Regions from separate parts of the Hordeum vulgare genome. Here region 1 is linked to region 2. The links are chromatin contacts, called in public Hi-C maps. All regions are on one chromosome and are shown on one strand. The core of a region is the stretch at or near the end of the contact, and the rest is flanking DNA. Distances in the headings are between cores, read along the strand shown.

Region 1 (4,627 bases), core at 1,439-3,938, 360 kb after region 2:
GATACGAAATAGAAAAAGCAAATTATCAATACAAACAATTCAGTCTCAGACAAAAAATAAAACAGTGGGAAGGATAACTGAATTCACAACTCTATGATAGTCCAATATAATCAACAAAATAAGATGATAATCATATTTGCAAGGTCCGCGCAGAAGTAAATCGCAAGCACTTCGATTATGCTCACTTCCAATGTTGTTAAGTGGTAATTCTTCAAATAGAGGATGGTAATCTCCAATATATTTCTAGTCTATCAGCAGTCTTACGGTACAATACAGGCCTTCATTACAGTAGAGTTTTGAGCACATATACAAATCCAGCACTGAAGGAAAGACCAACAAAATCGACATGTAAAACATCAGAATAAAGAGGCTTAGCATTGATTACCTTCACCCAATATTGTGCTTTCTTAAATGATTCTGGGCTAGTTATGTCATAGACAACAACCGCAGCAGCAGCTCCTCTGTAGTAAAGAGGTGCCAAGGCAGCATATCTAAAATTGAAAAGTTATCACATTAGCCCTGATTTATTGGTTGAAAAAGAAATGCAAGTGGGTGCAACCAAGTAAAAAACTCATGCGACATATTACTAAGCCTGTGGAGAAAAGATAAACAATGTTCTCACTTCATCAACGACATGATCCTAACGTTATAGGATAACTAGAGCACCAGATATGTACCTCTCTTGTCCAGCAGTATCCCAGATTTCAAACTTCACTATTGTCGAATCCTCCAACGCCAATGTTTGTGATAAAAATGATGCACCAACAGTTACCTAAAATTATTTACAAATAAGTTAAAAAAAACAATGGAGCCTGTGGAGCGAGGGAATTGATCTAAGGTGGAAGTAACATTTTCATTTGCAGCTCAGTCACCTTGGAAGTTGGATCGAACTGACCGCGAACAAAGCGAAGAACGATGCAGCTTTTTCCAACACCAGAGTCTCCGAGCAATACCAACTGCAGCATGAAGACAATGGAAACATCAAACAGAGTCGTAAATTATAATTAGGCACAGTAAAATGTGCCAACAATGCAATGAATGGGTTGATTGACATAAACAGAGTGCGCAATCATCCATATGCATAAATACGAAGCAACTACCAAGTTTGCTAACTTTCTAGTTCATTTCTTCTTTTTGGCTCAGGTTTTTGCTCTCTTAAGTAGGTTTGCTAGTTTCTGGTTTGTTGTTCTTTTGGTACTCTGGTGCAGAAATATTTCTGCTTCTGTTATATCAGACGTCCCACTATCAAGAGAGAATCACATTCACAGAATGAACAAAATAGGAGTCGCTCTAAACAACAAGACTACTGTAACATATTTTATATAAAATGAGAAAATGTTTCACACAAAGCATGTAACTGCAACAAATGGTAAAGCTTACATCCCATGTGGATTATATTGATTGCAATAACATGCAAACAAGCGTAATGCAGCACCTTGGTCATGGACTATGCCTATTAAAAAAAACACACACACACGAAACAAGCTAAATGTATGCACATATTGGAAGCATGAGTATTACTCAGAATAGTGGTACCGATATGCTCATTAGACCACAACAATTGTGAATTAATTAGAGCAGTTGACAGCCTTTTATTTCATTCGACATTCGCCACAGATATAAACAAATTAGTCCAGTACGACCGAAGATATCCTACATTTCAAATATTGAGCTGAGCAATTACATATTTCCCACCTTGTATACTAGAGCTTCTCCACAATAAAATTATTTCATGTTTCACACATATGCCAGAAAATATAGGTGTTACAGTACAAACAAGTAGACAATACAACCGCAATTAACATATTTCTAATGTATTTTACTGAAGATTGCAGGGGGGGAACTATGTTTGGAATGCTGTTTCAGGGATTTCGTATATCTGAATCTGGAAAGTGGCCATCCTGTCTATAATACCGTACCGTACAATGGGGTGGCTCTAATGTCGTACGAATGCACAACCACAATACAATTGCTTGTGCTGATACCGCAAGCAATGTGAATAAAGGCAGCCAAAAGGATAGAAGGAGTACCTTGGCACGCAAGTCGTTTGAATCGGTGGCGGAAGAGCTACCGTTGATATTGTTCAGCCCTCCAGTGCTTCTAGCTGAAAGACAAAAATAGGTGTGTGCTCAAACATGACGCTAAAGTGAGCAAGCGCCTAATTCTTCTGCCCCAGCTACAAACTCTCCCAATCCCCACTGATACGCACCCACATACCGACCGCGGACGCACCGCTCCAAGCAATCATACAAATCTACCACTAAGCAGCGCTCCAAACCCTAGAAACTAAGAAAATGTGCGTGCGGCCGAACGACCGACGCCGTGGCCCGGGGCGCTAATCGAGGTCCAAATTAAACCCCCCACAGAACATCACCGAACCTCCGACCTAAGCTCGGGCGACCACAGCAGCGGCATCAGAGCGTGCCCGGCGAATCCCATCGAGAAGGAGGGGCAGAGGGGCACGCGAACCGACCTGGCGCGGAGGAGGAGCAGCCCATGGCCGGCGCCTTCGGCCGGGTCCGCGCGAAGTCGACGGGGAGCGGTGGCGATCGGCGGGGAGGGGGAGGGGGCGGATCGATCCGGCGGTTGCGCTGTCCTCCTCGGTTCGCTCGCTCGCTCGCTCGCAGTCGCAGGCAAGGCACAGTTCGTTTGTTGGTCCGGTCGAGGGCTCTGTCTGTCGTCGTGCTCGTGTCGCACGAGATGCGATGCTTTGCTGCTCGGGGAGTCGTTGCCCACCCGGGCTCCGTCTGTCAGTCTCACGCCGTGCGGAATCCAAGTTCCTTTAATTGTTTCTATTATTATCCGAAATCTATTTTTGTTTTTGAGTAAATCCGAAATTTATTATGCTTGACTAGGTTTTTTCTAGACAAGCTTTTTTTTAGAAAACTCGCCAAGCTTTATTGATTCAATAGGAATATTTATAGATACAACTTTGGGTCATTAGGATTGTCAAACCAAATATGTCTACCTAATCCTAGATTACAGGAGAACTTGGCGAGGTTATCAGCCTCGAAATTAAAATTTCTACGTTCAAAAGAGGAATAACACATAGGGAAGCTAGATTTGCACCCTATTATTTCATGAATGATAGCTGCATGAGGGTCACCTATCCCTTGGTTGATATCGTTGATCACCCCTTGACAATATGAAGCCACCATTATCCTCTCAAGACCGAGATCCTGTGCCATAGAGATTCCCTGCATGCATAGGTCTCCAAAATCACTGGATCAAACACACCTTGAAGGACTACAGCCGACGAGCCTAAGTAAGCTCCCTAGGTCACGGCATACCGCAACAACCGCTCATCTATATTTGTTCCTTGCCATCGCTCCATCAACATTGATTTTTACATAGTTCTCTCGAGGGGGGAGCCACCTTTCCACGGCGTCAACAGGGTCACGAACAATGGGAGGTTGTCGTGTGCCATTGATCGGAGTTAGCCCCAGATCATGGATGTAGGAATTCACAAAAGCTACAGTCTGCATAGGACTATGAAGATACCCTCATGGGTCGCTTTCCTTCGTGCATACCAGATTGACCATAGAGTCACCGCCAATTTAGTGATTAAGTCCAGTGTGTCATAGAGCTCGAACATCCAGTGTTTAGCTCTAGGCTCCTCATTGTCGACCATTTTTTCCACCATCTCCTCATCTGATAATGCCCAGACACTTCTAGACATTGTGCAAGAAAGAAGCGCATGTCTCCATGAATCCTCACACCCACAGAGGGGACAAGCATCTTGGGTGGACATGTTCCTATGATGTAAAACATCGGTCGTAGGTGGCGAGTGCCTAGCGAGTCTCCACGAAAAGACTTTGAGTTTTGATGGCACCTTTCGACTCCAGAGGGACGTCCAAGATTTTTCTTCGACTTCGAAAATCGATGAACCTCGAATTCCCTCCAGCCAATTCTCTCGCTGAAGCTTTCTTTTTGCTAGGAACTTGTAAGCTGAACTCACCGAAAATTTACCCTTCTTGTCCGGAGCCCAGGCCCAAAAATCCTCCACATTGCTGGTGCACACCGGGATTTTCAGAATAGCTTCTGCATCAATTGGTAAGAAAATTGAACGAACCAAGTCTACATTCCATGATGCACTTGCGGACAGCAGCAAATCTGAGACCATGTTCGGAGGGTTCGGTATTAGTGAGGTTATGGGCCTTGGTGGTGTTTCTTTGGGGATCCAGTTATCCTCCCAAATGTTGGTGGTACGGTCGTTACCAATCCTACAAATAACTCCCTGGTTAAGCATGTCCGAGCCCTCAATGATGGCCCTCCAAATCTGAGACGGACGAGACCCCAATTCAGCTTCAAGAATGGTCCTATTGGGAAAATATGACGCCTTAAGAATCCTTGAACTCAAGGTTGAAGGTTCTTGCATGATTCTCCAAGATTGTCTTGCAAGTAATGCATGGTTAAGTAATTCCAAGTCCCTAAATCCAAGCCCTCCTAAATATTTCGGTTGTGTCATTATTTCCCAAGAGACCCAAGCAAGTTTTCGCTCCCCCTGTTTGCAGCCCCACCAAAACTTCCTTATGGTGGATTTTATATGATCACATAGACCTCTAGGAAGTTTGAAACATGACATAGAGAAGACCGGAATTGCCTGAGCCACTGATTTTATGAGTAC
Region 2 (4,058 bases), core at 1,121-3,620:
TACTGTTTGGGCGGTTTGTAGCACCCATGACAATAACATGTGCACGGGATTTAAGTCCATCCATAAGAGTCAACAGCTGTGAAACAATACGCCTTTCAACTTCTCCATTGGTCTTCTCTCTCTTCGGGGCTATTGAATCAATCTCATCAATGAAAATGATGGATGGTGCGTTCTTCTCAGCTTCTTCAAATGCCTTCCTGAGATTGCTCTCACTTTCTCCTGCTAACTTGGACATAATTTCTGGGCCATTGATCAGAAAGAAGAATGCACCTGTTTCATTGGCAACAGCTCTAGCAATAAGGGTCTTGCCAGAGCCAGGTGGACCAAACAGCAATATGCCCTTTGGAGGCTTCACGCCAATAGACTTGAAAAGCTGAGGGTGACGCAGTGGGAGTTCAACCAGTTCTCTGATCTGGGCCATTTGCTTCCTAACTCCACCAACATCATCATAGCCAACATCGTCAAGCCTCTCCTCATCCTCCCTCTTAACAGGCTCACCATCACAGAATATCTCAGTGTCGGGTGCAACGATGCAATACTCTGCAGGGTCTGTCTCTATAACTTTGAATTCCACACTTCTCATTCCTCCCCTCACAAGGAAAAGATCTCCCTTCCTTAAAGGACGGTAAGCTTCAAGGAAGTATGCTGAAAAAATAGATGAATACACTATTAACAGAAGGGCTGCAGGGCAAGGCATTTCAAGGTTCCTTATCAGCAGCAGCGTCAAAAAACTGTAGCATAAGGTACTATGGGTTTCTTTATTTCTATGAAGATAGTTCAGAGGCTAGACTACAATACTATATCATGGGAAAATTAGCAGTTTTAGTATGACAGCTGAAAACTAAATGCGAGTGCCCGCAAAAAGGATCCATTTACACTCATAAACAAAGGTGTTAGCTTTTCAAGATTGTATAAACAAAGTTGCGAACAGCTCACTAGAACCCAGATGATATGCTAAGCACTGGAGGTTAACTGACTTGACCATGACAAATGATAGGAGAATATCTCAGTGATAAAGAAATCATACGTTTCAAGAAGGCATCAAACAAGTTTCCAGTAATGCCTTCAACTGTGTCATCAATAGGAAGTATGTGCACACGCTTGCCGTATTTCACGTCTGGGCATTGGTGAACAGACACCACATCACCAAGTCGCACTCGCAAGTTTTTCCTGACGGTCTTGTTCATTCTGATTTTTGGCTCCTCACAAGTGTCATCTGCAAGCACAATGCAGATTGTATCCTTCCTTTTCTTACCCTGTAAGACAGTGATCCTAAATGTCAGAAGCCATGAATGAAGTACTAGTAGTTCGCTTGCTAAAATAATAGTAACAATTACTCCCTCCGTACCTAAATACTTGTAGTTGTGGAGAACTAGTCTAGTTCTCCCGGACTACAAAGTATTTAGGAACAGAGGGAGTATAATATGCAATAAAGAAGCATCCAAACTTATCAAACATGTTCCACTCTACGTCTAGCCCCACAGAATCATGGAACGCTATAATTATATCAGCCAGATGATTCGAACACTTTTCCTTATAATTATAATTATAAAAATACCAACTGCAGCAAACATTGCGGTTTCCATGGTAAACAGAAATACACATCAATCAATATACTACCATATTCCAAACAGGGGTACCTCAATTACATCATGCAATGCAATGGAACTGTTAAGGAAATACTAGTGTATAAAGGAGAAAGCTTTCAACTCCCAGGAGTCCGCAGTTAGTAACTCCTCACCCACTGGTATTAATTAAGTTATCTAATCGGACCAACGAGCTAAGTTATCTAATCGCATACTAGATATACCAGCTATCTAGAGCCCAGTGAGTAAAGAAGTGTGGCCAAACACACCTTAAATTCACTAGATTGGCCACTCTGTCTAGCCAGTAAGTAGATAATAATAAAGTAAGATGAAGTGATTAGAAACTCGGAGGCCTGGGACATGGCGCGCACCTTGAGCAGGACGGTGTCGCCGCGGAAGAGCTGGAGCCTCTCCATGGTGTCGGGGTGGAGGGCGACGACGGAGTTGTCGTCGTTGGTGGCCTCGTCGACGACGAGTCGGTTGGGGGACTTCTTCCGCTCGAGGATGGCCGTCGAGTAGTCCTTCTTCGACTTGCTGCGGCCGCCCCAAAGACAAATCAAGAAATCAGCAAAACAATCAGCCAGATCGGGAAGCGTGGGGGAGGATAGGAGCCCTAGATCGGTGCGGGGTCTTACGGATCGGAGGAGGAGGCCTCGCCCTGCGGCGTCGGGGCGGCCATGGCGGGCGGATCGAGGGTTCGCCGGCGCCGCTGGGTCTCGGCGGTGGAGCGGTGGATGATTTCCTTCGTTCCGGTGAAGGAGGCGGGCGAGATGGAGAGAGAGAGAGAGAGGGGATTAGTTGGCCATTATTTATAGCTTCTTTCGTGCGCGGAGGGGTTTGGGATTTTCTGCCCCTCCGCGGCTCGGGCTCCGGTGCGGGAGTTGTACACGGACGCCATGACGTGCGGGTCCGGGACGCCCCTGGCCCGCCTGGCGGGGTCTGTGAGGGCTCCGGGCCTGAGTCCCGCGGGGCCATGCCGGAAGGCTCTGGAAGGCGTGGTCGCCTCGTGCGTGCGGAGGAAACAGTGGTTTGTTGGGCGAGGGCGAGGGCGATCGGATGGATGCGACGGAGATGATCTCGGTCGACACGTTTGGTATCTTCACAGCATCTCCAAGATGATGGTACTCTACAACGGTACAATTAAGGGCCGAAATAACTGCGGAAATTGCCTTTGGCTCCCGAGCTCCATGAAGACCTTTAAATTTAAATTTTAAATTTCATGCAAATTTGCATTTTCATATTTCAAAAAATTCTGAAAAAAATACATAGATAGATGAAGGTATAATACACAAGTGTGTAAATTTTCAGAACAAAATACGTTGAAATGAGGGCTGTGCAAAAAAGACAAATCTAAAACTTTTTAACACATGTTACTATTCATCATTTCAGACCATGAATTTGTCTTTTTTATACAGGTCGCGTTTCAAAGTATTTCGACCTGAAATTTTGCACGTACAAGGATCACATCCTTGTTTAGTTGTATATTTTTTTCAGATTTTTTGAAACTAAAATTTTTGAATTTTGAATTTTTCAAAAAATTCGGCCTTCATGGCTCCCGGGAGCCAAACGTCCGTTCTCAAATAACTGTTCTTACCTTGTCAGTCATGTTTGTCACAAACTGAACTCTACACGTAAGTATTTTACGATTTGATTTTTTTACAACGCCATGGATGCTGAGGTAGGTAGCGTTTCTGCCCTGGCTCATTCTCAGACCGAGCACGCGTTGCTCGCTGACGTGGCAGGACAGAAACGATGATCTGGATAGCGTTTCTGGAAACGCCAGGATCAATGACGTTTCTGCCCTAGATTAAGTAAGTCGAGCGGGGTCGCGGGTGGTACCCACCACTCACGCTTTCTTCCTCGATCCACAGGCAGACGAACTGCCCTCCGCCCCTCGCTCCTTCTCCACCAAATTCAATCCTAAACCTCCATTTTTGCCATCAGAAGGAGTAGATCGGATCTTCCCGAAGTTGCTTGGAGTATTCTCTTTCCGTTCCTCCAATTTTTTCCCAGTCAAGATTGATTATTATAGATGAAACATGGTGAAACCCTAAAATTAGTTGTTTGTGTTTTGTTTGTTGCTAAACTTATTATGTTGAATCATAAGATTATTCTCCATGGTGAAACATGGTGTACCCTTAAAAATGTATTATGTTGAATATTAAGATTATTTGTTGCTAGACTTATTATGTAGAATGTTTGAGGCGGATAAGTATCCCGGCCTTGATGATTATTATGAGAAGAAGTATTGTGCTAGTGGAAAGATAGAAGGTAATTATGTATCTACATTTTTTGATTTTCATATTGTGACAAGTTGAGACAAGTAACAAAATTGTGTTTTTTTGTTCCACCATTCTTCGACTGAGGGGCCACAACCCACGTGAATCTCTCATATATGACCGTCGCTACAAGCCTTATTTTAGAAGAAGGGATCTTCTTCGGTTTGTGCTCAACTTTAAATGCACAACACCA

The links. Hi-C and Micro-C count contacts between places; a contact is called where the count stands out from the background.
Region 1: a Hi-C map of seedling shows a contact between it and region 2, with 3 times the contacts expected there. The contact joins the promoter of LOC123449464 here to the promoter of LOC123449463 in region 2. A contact is called at or near these places in 1 of 6 Hi-C or Micro-C datasets (seedling) and 1 of 1 datasets of contacts at active chromatin or transcription factors (embryo).

The regions. Positions count from the first base shown.
Region 1 is chr4H:553,142,128-553,146,754 of MorexV3_pseudomolecules_assembly, forward strand. It overlaps LOC123449464 (ras-related protein RABF1), which reads right to left and starts at 2,689. Exons shown (of 8, transcript XM_045126701.1): 1 at 2,474-2,689; 2 at 2,031-2,104; 3 at 873-956; 4 at 678-772; 5 at 386-491. The coding sequence starts at 2,498.
Region 2 is chr4H:552,777,831-552,781,888 of MorexV3_pseudomolecules_assembly, forward strand. LOC123449463 (cell division control protein 48 homolog E) reads right to left here and starts at 2,371. Exons shown (of 9, transcript XM_045126700.1): 1 at 2,222-2,371; 2 at 1,958-2,120; 3 at 1,028-1,256; 4 at 1-645. The coding sequence starts at 2,265.